Linked DNA regions of Zea mays: region 1 is linked to region 2. Evidence: chromatin contacts called from public Hi-C data. All regions are on one chromosome and are shown on one strand. Each heading gives the region's core, a stretch centred on a gene start, on an enhancer-like site or on the middle of the called end of the contact. The rest is flanking DNA. Distances are from core to core; before and after follow the strand shown.

Region 1 (5,641 bases), core at 490-2,989, 150 kb before region 2:
GTTCATATATACTATATAGTTATATAATTATTTACTATATAGTATAATAGTATAATAGTATATATTATATAGTATATACATAGGTCCTGGTCTCCTGGATGAACAGGACGACCAGTAAACGACCAGGTCGACCAGAGCTCGATTAGTCGGACCTAGTCGACGACTAATCGAGATTAGTCGCTGGTCGGTCCCCCAGTTCGACTAGCTGGTCGAGCGACCAGAAAACATAGGTCTGTACTGAGCACTTTTCCGAAAGACCTCCAGAAGCTTGCGACCAAATTCAACTATTCAGTTTTGCTTTCAGAAGTACAGAGCAGAGCTAAGTAAAAATTGGCACATCCAGTGATTCAGTGATACATAACCTCAATACAGATAACAAGAAGCACCAAACTGCAAAATGACAAAATATATCAAATGACATCACGAGAAGTTGCTTGAGGAACAACAAACCCAAGGAGACTATTTATAAGAAGGCATTGCAATTTCTGTGATCGCAAGTTCAGTAGGTGACAGAACCCAATGAGTTTTTTATAAGGTGCGCAAAATTTCAAACTGGTTGTACAAGAACAATAAGGGGTCCCCGATGGCATTGGCATGTGTTATGCATTATTGAGGTCTGTATTGAGCAATTTGCTGAAAGAGATCTGGTGAACAATCTATACAAGTCCATCATCAAAAGCTTCCAGCCAAATTCAACATGCAGATTTGTTTTGGAAGTGCAGGCAGGAACTAACAGAAAAATAGGGGAACCAGCTATTCTGTTATATAAAATCTCAAATGACATAAGAGAAGTTGGTGAAACGCCAACAAAATGGAAGGATACTTTTTTGAGTTAAATGCATCGATGGCCCTGCATTTCTAAATCTTTGAACTTGCTAAGTGATGTACCACACATTCCAAAACATGTAAAAATGGTGGATCGCAGGTACATTTGTGGACTTTACCGACCACTGTGGTGTGTCACTTAACCTAGAAATGCATTTTTAAAGTTCGTGGACCTAAGTGGCATCTTGGGAACCGCTTATACATTTAACTCTAGATTTTTTTTTAATAAGAAATCAAAGGAAATTAGCATTCCTTATCCCAAAAAATAAAGGATACTGGCATTTTTCATAATCAGAAGGTACTGCAATTTCAAAAACCAAAATACTAGGTATCCGTATTACAGAATCTACAGTAAACCAACAATCGCGCCTAATCAGCGCAAACCACATTTATTTCGCGCACAGGGAACTAATAGAGAATGTAGGCATGAGGATCAGGGAGGGTAATTCTCACGTAGGTGTTGAGCTGGCGTATGAAGCTGGTGAAGTGATTGTGCTTGAAGTGCCGCGGCAGCAGGTCGCGCTCGAAAGCGTGCGAGTCCCAGATCACGAAACTGCCGCCGGCGGCGCTCCAGGAGATGACCGCGTCGGTGGCCGGGTCGGAGACCATGTCGTAGACCTTGGTCAGGAAGGGCGCCACGTCCGGAGGCCTCGGCACCACCGCCGCGGGCGCCGACTCCGGCGCCGCCGGCACTGGTGTGACCTTCCCTGCCGTCTGGGCGCCGACCTCGCCGCCGGCTGGGGAGGCGGGATGCTGGGGCGACCGCTTCGTGAAGCCCATCGCGACGGACGATGCGGAAACCCTAGAGGATGTTTGGTTGGAGGCCTTCGGAACGATGATGAGGCGGCTCCGCCGGAGAGGCTTCGAGATTGAGGCGACGACGGGACAAGAAATGTCGAGAAGGGACGGGGCGGCGAGGGGAATTTGGCTGGGCTGCTTCGTTCAATCTCCTTCGATTTGGCGATGATCCTGTCCGCTTCCTGTGATATTAATAAAGAAAAGAAAAATGTCGGAGAGGGTATATATTTTGGTTAGATCACGAAAGGCGCGTGTTCGGAAAAAAAAACGTACTCGGTTTCGTATTAACCACGGTCTACGGATTTAGTAGTATGAAATTTTTCAGCACATATAGATTTAGGGCCAGATTATAATCCTAGACAAGGCCCTTTGTTGAATGCGACAAATTTCGGAGGCGTGCGTTACCAAGTTTTCCTAGATTAGTTGTTGTACGTGTTCCTTTACCGACATATGACCAGTGGGAACGAATTAAGGTGGGTCCTGTATACCAGTGATGTCACTGTGTACGCCGATTTCTCATTTCTCACAGAGGTAATTATATATGTCGCGTGTTGTCTCGCATTTGGTGGGGTCGGGCTTCGTGTGGGACAGAAGAGTCAGTTTCTCAGAGAGGTTGCCGTGTCGCGCTCGAAGGTGAAATTCTTTGCTTCGCTCTTTGTCTTCTGACACGTGGGGCAAAGTCGATACGGGTCCCACGAGACGTTGAGAATCCGTGGTCGTGCAGGAAGGTGTATGGACTGACTCGTGGCCCAGAGAAGCATATTCCTCCTGTGCTTCTACCGGGACAAGGCACATAAGGGCATGTACAGTGGTGTTTAATGTGGGGGCTCTTAAGGTGTTTTAGGGGGTTATTTGCAAAAAAATCTTAGAGCCGTCTCTCCGTGAAGAGACGCCTCTGGCTCGTAAACCAAGTAACAACAGACGCCTCACTTCCCACTGTACGAATTTGTCGTCTGTTCTATCAATCTGATGCTATACAAATACATTTAATTCTGTATTTATTAATAGACTACGTTTATAGACACTCCATTGTACAATAGAGTCTCTTAGTTGTCTCCTGTGCTTGGAGAACCGTTTTGGTGTCTCTCCACTGTACATGCCCTAATACCGCCGACCGTCGTTGCCTACGCTCTTTCTCGTCGTCTTCTTCGACTCTTCGTTCCGAAGCCTGCTCCCTGCTGCCATACCAACCGCCAAGGTGACTGTCACTACCGCCTAGTCGCCTACCGAATCCATTCAACCTCCTCGCGTTCTCACGAGTCACGAGTCATGGGTGAGCTGCGCAATTTCTGCTTCGACTCCGTTTTTCACCGCACGATTCGATGACTAGTGCCAGTAACGGAGCTAGTCAATTTTAACTTCCGTTGCTATGAAAACGAACATTGTCTCTAGTACCCATAGATAATACTATAGCCTACAGAAATTGACATATAGTAAAAATGAATTAACTGCTCATGAAATTTCTAGACAGGGAAGAATCCAATAATAGGAGAGAACTGAGTTTTAAGGATGGAGAATGGTATCGCCCTCGCGGGTGATAATCATGATTTTCGAGAGTCTGGATGGATCCTTATCATTTCATGATAGAAGCAATATCGTTTTTATCGAAACGTATGTGAGGCAATATTGCCTCCATCCTCTAGCTTGGCAAATGGATTAAGCGGATCAAGAAAAAATGGTGGTTCCTCATTCACTTGTTGTGTTTACTTTCTTGTTATATTTAAATTTAATTTATAATATACTATATGCTTTAGGTTAGTGTTTGGTTGATGCATTCCATGGATTCAATCCAAGGGAATAATAAGTCTAACATATTTTTTGGGGGTCCAATAGAGAAGTCCTTCAGCTCCACCTCTGAGCACACCATCACCATGCATATCGATAAGCAACTGAAGGGTCATTGGGTCACAATTAATTAAATCTAAAATGGTATTCATCTTCACTAGATTTTATATCCAATAAGAGATGCTTCGATAGTGTAGTGTCAATGAATCGATGGCCATGGAAGCGGCCAAGGTAAAGGTACGAGTAGAAAATGGGATGTGAGTTCAAGCTTGAGCTTTGGTAGGAAGATGTTCGACAATAGCTAGAGTGACTGGAGAAACATGGTCCCAACAGTGTATCTAATGCAAGGAAAAAATCTAACGAGTACTGCTTCGTGGGAGCGAGTGGATGACACCAAGGAGGAGGTGCCTTGTCCTAGGGCAAGAAAAGAAAGGAAAGGCAGACACAATTGATGACCCAATAGGTGTGGCATCTAAGTTGGAGAAGCTCCATTTTTTAACCACATGCTTAGTGAAGGCAAAACTATGGAAGCAATGAAACAAGCTTAAGGATCGCACCATCGATAATGAGTGGGAAAGAAAAAAGAGGGCATGCTAAAGGCTCGAAGCTTATTCAAGATAATATTGGTATGGTGGGAAAAAATGGAGGATGGTGAAGCGGAATAAGACGACTAGTAGAATACTTCATGCATTTTAGTATTTTTAATTGTAACATATTTTTGTTTTCAATTAGTTCATAGATTCTAGTATTTACAATTGCAATGTAATCTACGACATTTATATCTATTTATATCTGAGAACATTTATTTGGTCACCATGTAATAAATATTCCTGTTGAGCATACTTGATTTGGATAATTAAGGTTGACTAGGTGAGTGCACGTGCGTTGCAACGGATACATATAATATCATGGTAACTTATGTACATCTAGACAGTGTTAGGTAATACATGAAAACAAACGATATATATTATCTTCAATCTTAATATCTTATAGGTATGTGCCCGTGCATTGCAGCGGAACATAAATTTACACAAATTGACGAGCCTCTAATGGCTCAGAGCCCTAGTGACTGGCGACTCGAGCGCAATGGTAATGGGAACCCTCATGGGGAACAGTGCCTTGTTGCAGAGGAGCGCGAGTCCGAGCGAGCCACCACTTGACGCCTTGAGCTCCATTGTCCTGTTGTGAGGATGCATTTGCCACGAGCTCCCTATATAAAACGGGTTGTTCAGATCATAATAACTAAAACAATGGTGTGCCAAAACTTTTACTACTACGCTTAAAGACTCAGACAATACTCAGAAAGCTAGCGAATATCCTTATCTAATTGCCTCATTCTTGATGGCAGAAAAAATATAGATCAAGAAAGCATATTAAGGTTATAGTATTGGCACAATTACGCTTTCAAGATAATAACAAACCACATGTGTAGCTCAAGGTGTCTTGACGGTAGGCACATACAGAAGCGTGACCTCAGACCCTCAGTGCATTAGAAACATGGAATGGTAACGGTGCCATGGGAATGGTAATGTTAGCCAAATACGAGGTATCCTGAAGCTTCTCATCTTCAAATCTGACGCTATCCACCTTAATCCGTTGAAATTTAGTCACAGTCTTGAGCTGAAGTAGATAAACAAAACAGAAATTTATCACAATATTGATGGTGTTGGTCAAACAGACATATAATGCCTACTTCAACTTGCTCAGAACAGGAAAGGCTGGTGGACCTAATAAGATTGTTATTAGGGGCACCAAGCGTAAGATCAACAACGACATCACTGGTAAGATTACTCGCATAATCTCTATTATACAAAATACTGACATGCAAGCCACAATGATACCAGAGGATCCAAAAGTCTCACGTATAGAAAATGCAATATATTTATAAACCTCATCTTGATGAATTCACGCTAGTGGACATCGTACCGACGATCAGTAATTGATCATTGTGGAGGCATTTCTAAAACATAATGCAAAAGCATGTTGCTAAGGAAGATAGTAACAATTTTCAGAGAACAGGTCAGCTACAGTACTCATTGGCCATTGCCAAATACAGAAAAGAAGCTCATGTGCTAATTAATTTTTAGTAGTATTTAGATCGCCTAGACATTTCAAAACCAAATGGAAGTGCTTCTCCCTCGGACTACAAGGTAAAAAGTAACCTTACGATTGAAGAACCATGACAAAATGTATCCTTTAATTGCATAACTATAATACAAAGCTGAAAGGGAAT
Region 2 (5,245 bases), core at 1,657-4,156:
GCGAGTGTCTCGGGATATGGTTTTTGATGAGTCTCATCCTTTTTACCCTCATGCTTCTTCTATGTTTCCTCAACATCACTTGTTGACCCACTTTCTTTCTTATTTATATCTGATGACGCTATAGCTTGTGTGTCGATTTCCCGCTTGGCGCCTCCCGTTGTGCCTTATTTTGTGTTTTCTTTAGAGTCTTTGGTTGTGGTTCCAAATTACACTATGAAGCCTCCTATGACATAGGTCTATACATGACCTCGTCTAAAAATTCCCTACAGTCAGCTGCAGAGAAAAAACACTGCATGCTCCTCTCGATTTGTGACACGTGTCCATCCCACCAATATTAAAGCAACATAACACCAATCTTAAAGCATGAGCCAACATGGTTGGTTGTTCGGTTGCTTTAAGATTAGTAGGATGGACATGTGTCATGATCAGACGAAGCATGTGGTGTTGCTTCTGTACATCTAGGTGCAAGGAATTTTTCCCCATCTCGCCATCTTCTAATGGCTCAATCCTTCTGATGCTTCATCTTCTCCTGTTGGATCATCTTTTCCTGAGCCATCCTTACCAGGGGCGAAGCTAGGATCTAAGATTGGGGGGACCAAATTAGATTAGGGGGCTGTTAGAAGCATTTTTTGCATTATTTACATGAGAATTAGCTAAAGAAACTAACAGCCCTATAGAATTAGGGGAGCATTAGGGGGGACATTGCCCCCCTGCTGTCGCCCCCGATCCTTACCTAGTGATTCTTCACCTAAGCCGCTTCTCTGTTGTAGGCATCGATCTCGTCATCTATTGATTTGTATGGTTTTGGAAATTACTTGGCAAGGTTTTGATGATACTGTTCTTTCTGACCCAACTTATCGTGATGCTGTTCTTCATCCAGAATGGTAGCTTGCGATGACTGAGTGTTGTGCTTGAGTGTACCGTCATGTGGGATCTTGTTCCCCCATCCTCCTCATATTTGTTCTACTACATGTAAATGGGTTTATAAGGTCAAGACCTATTCTGAAGGTTCTCTCTTGGACGTTATAGAGCTCGTCTTATTGCTCATACTTTTCAACAAGAGCATGGTCATGATTATGATGGATGTTTGCTCCTGATGCTCATATGACTACAATTCGCACTCTTTTTGTTGTAGCTTCTGTTCATAAGTGATCCATCTCTCTGCTTGATGTCAAGAATGTCTTTCTTAATAGCAAGTTGCATGCATAGTCACAAAGTTCTCGGATCGATAGGGTTGAGGAACGAGATCGAGAACGCGATACACTACTTATGAGAGGTTTTTACACTGTGGGAATGAAAATGACCCTGCGTATCCGGGACGGGGACGACGTTTCTAGGTCGAGGGTCGCTGCCACTGTACTCTTGTGACTATGGTTGCATGAGGAGGTGTGTATGTAGCCACCTCGTGGGTATTCTATTCGTGAGGATATTGGTTTGTCGTTTTTGCCACTCTCTATGGTCTCAAGCAAGCTCCTCAAACTTGGTTTCAGCGGTTTTCTTCTATGATCACTACTGCTGGTTTTTATTTGTGTTATTTATAATATTAGCGAAAGGGTCTCTAGCGTAATGGTTAAAGCTTCTGAGTAGCACCTTCAGGTCTCGGGTTCGATCCCCCTCGGGGACTAATTTCGGGCTTGGTTAAAAAAATCCCCTCGTTGTGCCCCGTCCACTCCCGAGTTAAGTCCTGCGCGCCACCCTCTGGCTCGATCGTTGCAGAGTGGGCGGTGACAGTCCGCTAGTGATGAGGGGCCAGGGTTTGGGGATTTTCTCGGACGGGAGGAGTCCGGGACCATGTTTTGGTCTCTTCTTAATATAATACTGGGAGGACCGTCTTTCTCTCCCCAGACGAGTTATTTATAACATTAAGAACCCACTCACTTTGTGTGTTCCATATAATGGTTTAATGTTATTGATATTTTTATCGGTCATAAGACATGATTCGGTTTCATATCCATAATGAACTAGCCTTTTTCTGATTTCAAAGGGAAGAGATGAATATACCTTTGGGAAATCAATGCCACAGGTTATGTGGATTTGTGGGCTAGGGAATGCAGCTATAAAGCAATCGTGTTTCCGTAGGTAAACAGGCTCCTGAATTTCAGGCGCCAGTTTATCCAACTTTTCCCCATTGGCATCCTCTGCCGCACACAAGCCAACGCCTTGTACTGCCTCTACCCACTCTTGCGCTGATCCATCAAGCAAAGGAATCTGGCATTGCTTAATCACTTTCACATAAATGGAAAATACAACGATAACTCTACACCTTCCCACATTGAAAATAGGGAACTAAGACAAGGTGGGAAATGAGCAGACATCCACGCACCTCATCCCCGCCGCTAACCTCGATACGGCAGTTGTCGACGCCAAGCGCCTCCATCGCCGAAAGAAGGTGTTCCACCGTCCGGACCCGCGTGTGGGCGCCTTCGCCCCGACGAAGCGTCGTGCAGAGCTGCGACAGTGGCTCGGCGTTCCCCACCTCTGCCGCTACCCTCGCCTCCTCATCACCCTCCACGAGGAAATACCTACCCTCTCCAGCTTGCGTCGGAAACAGCGTGGCGGTGACGCGCGCTCCCGAGTGGAGCCCCACGCCCGACCTGCTCACCGCCGCCGCCAGCGTTTGCTGCGGCCGCCCCGTCTGGCAGAGGAGGGTTAGTCTGCCAGAGATTCAGACTATTGCTTTTAAACACTAGAGCATCGCTGACTTACCGGCTTCCAGGAGAAGGCTGCGCGGGAGACGGATGTGAGGGCCCGGGCGGCGGAGGAGGGCATGGCGGCGGTGGGGAAGGCAGTGGAGGCAGAAACCTGTCACGACCGAGGGTGTGACGGTCTGAAGACGGCGGGAAAGTGCTCAGCCGAGCGTGGGGCGTTTGTGTGTGAGAAAAGCGTATTTTTGTAATGTGGGTCCTGGATGTCGGGCGTGTGTGGTTGGCTTAAAAGCCGGAACCCTGGTCTGTATGGAACTATTCCGAATCTGAAATCCAAAAGGTTGACATAGTGCCGACGTGGCCGAGCTTGGTGCCCGTTATTGGCGCTCCATCCACGCGGCCAGGAGCAGGGTCTTGTCGGCGTCGAAATGCTCAAAACCAGACAACACTACAGGTCCCTCGTCTGCAGTCTGCACCCACGCTATGTCCACGTACCCGACGCTGTCGCGCCGAAGAAGGGTCTGGGTCTCCCCTTGGAGCACTCCTCCACTGCTCCCTCCAGGGTCTCCGCCGCGGCAAACAACTGCTTCTGCCGCTCTGCCTTCTCGTCACCCGTCTTGCCCATTATCATCATCATGAAAACCACACACGTTCACTTTTCTTTGGAAATACAAGGAGTACACGTGCACCAAAAGCACACACCACCACCACAACTAGTGAAAACAAATTAAGCTAGGAACAGCTAGCGGGATTAGTGGATATATATTGCACATCACGGTCGTACGCGTCGACGGGGAGGAGAGAAGGGCCGGTGCCGTCGTAGACCTCACACTAGTACAATTTGGCTCTATACAAGCGGTAGGATTTTTACATCACAGGCGGTTTGGTTAGAAAACCGCTTGTGATGTCCCAGGCGGTTTAGTACACCTGTGATGTAATAGTATCATAAGCGGTTTTTGTTTAGGACCGCCTGTAATGCTCTATCCTTTTCACAAGCGGACCCTAAGACAAAACCGCATGTGATTGTAAAAATATGAAAATACAATTTAAATATGAAAATAATTTTAATTTTTAACAGAAATATGCAAATACAATTTAAATGAATTAATATTTAATTTTTAACAATAATATGCAAATACAATTTAAATGAATTATAATAGCACACATAGATAACTAGAGAGATTTTAAATTAATTGGCAACCACAATTCATAGTCGATCATACATGATAACAAATACAATTTGATTCATACAATTTTTCATGAACTATCATTTTTCCGCATGTATGGCTTTAAGTTCTTATCAATTTTCTTTTCCACACGCTTGATTCTCTCTGGACCGTTAAAGACGAACATCTCTTCATACTTATTGTATTCCTCATCTTGGTCTCCCACATTCTCAACTCCAACAATTTTTTGCTTTCCAGAAATAACTACATGCATCTTCTCATCTGCTGGATCGAGTACATAGAACACTTGTGCAACACATTCGGCGAGAACCCACGGGTCATCTTTATATCCTACTTTCTTTAAGTCTACCAGTGTGAGTCCGTAGTTATCCACTATCACCCCCACGGGATGTTGTACCCATTGGCACTTAAACAAGGGTATTTTCATGCTTGGGCCATAATCAAGTTCTCATATTTCCTCTATGAATCCAAAATATGTGGTCTTCTGTCCATGTAGGTCAAAAGCATCGATACGAACACCGCTATTTTGTGCAACACTTTTCATGTCTTTTGATTTAGTGTAGAATGTGTACCCATTGATGTCATATGCTTGCCATGATGTCACAAAACACGATGGCCCAGAAGCCAAATTCTTCATTGTTTTCTCATCCGAAGAGTCTCCGAATGGGATGTTTTTGTCCATTAACCATTCGCTGAAACGATGTTTGTGCTCCCTCATGATCCAGTCCTCTGTGCGGTTCTGATTTTCTTTACGAAGCTCATTCAGGTGTTCCTCTATGTAAGGCTCGGCTATCGTGAGATGTTGTAGTACACTACCATGAGCACAATGTACTAGCTTGTAATCCTCAACGCGAAAAGTTTTCTTGCCCATTCTCCCTCTCCCACATAGTTTACCCTCATGTTTAGGTACAGGCACACCTATCATTGTTCCGTCACTGATGTAATCTATACAGCTCTCAATCACTTCTTCTGTAGTGTATCCCTCCATGATTGAACCCTCTGGGTGAGCGCGATTTCGCACATAACCTTTTAATACTCCCAGGTATCGCTCCAACTGAAACATATGATGTAAATATAGTGGCCCTAATATTTTTATCTGATCCACGAGATGTATGATTAGGTGTACTTGCATATCAAAAAATGATGGAGGAAAACACATTTCAAGCTTGCACATAGTCTCGATGATGTATGCCTTTAGATAGTCCAAGTCTTCTAAAGCTATTACTTTTTGTGAAACCGCATTGAAAAAGTAACACAAGCGTGTGATGACAACTTTGACATGCTCTGTTTCGAGGGCTCTTACCGCAATTGGGAGGAACACCGTCATCATCACATGGCAGTCATGAGAGTTGTAGCCAAATAGAGACAAGTCCTTCATCCTGACTAGTCTGCTGATATTGGATGAGAAACCTG

What was found. A called contact is a pair of places that touch in the nucleus more often than the background predicts.
Region 1: a Hi-C map of leaf shows a contact between it and region 2, with 5 times the contacts expected there. The contact joins the promoter of LOC100191641 here to the promoter of LOC103644520 in region 2. A contact is called at or near these places in 2 of 25 Hi-C or Micro-C datasets (leaf and tassel).

What each region holds. Positions count from the first base shown.
Region 1 is chr1:28,464,070-28,469,710 of Zm-B73-REFERENCE-NAM-5.0, reverse strand. It overlaps LOC100191641, which reads right to left and starts at 1,739. Exons shown (of 4, transcript NM_001254785.1): 1 at 1,279-1,739. The coding sequence starts at 1,605.
Region 2 is chr1:28,319,061-28,324,305 of Zm-B73-REFERENCE-NAM-5.0, reverse strand. It overlaps LOC103644520 (probable UDP-3-O-acyl-N-acetylglucosamine deacetylase 1, mitochondrial), which reads right to left and starts at 2,906. Exons shown (of 7, transcript XM_020545639.3): 1 at 2,707-2,906; 2 at 2,324-2,635; 3 at 2,002-2,208. The coding sequence starts at 2,769. It also overlaps the pseudogene LOC103644519.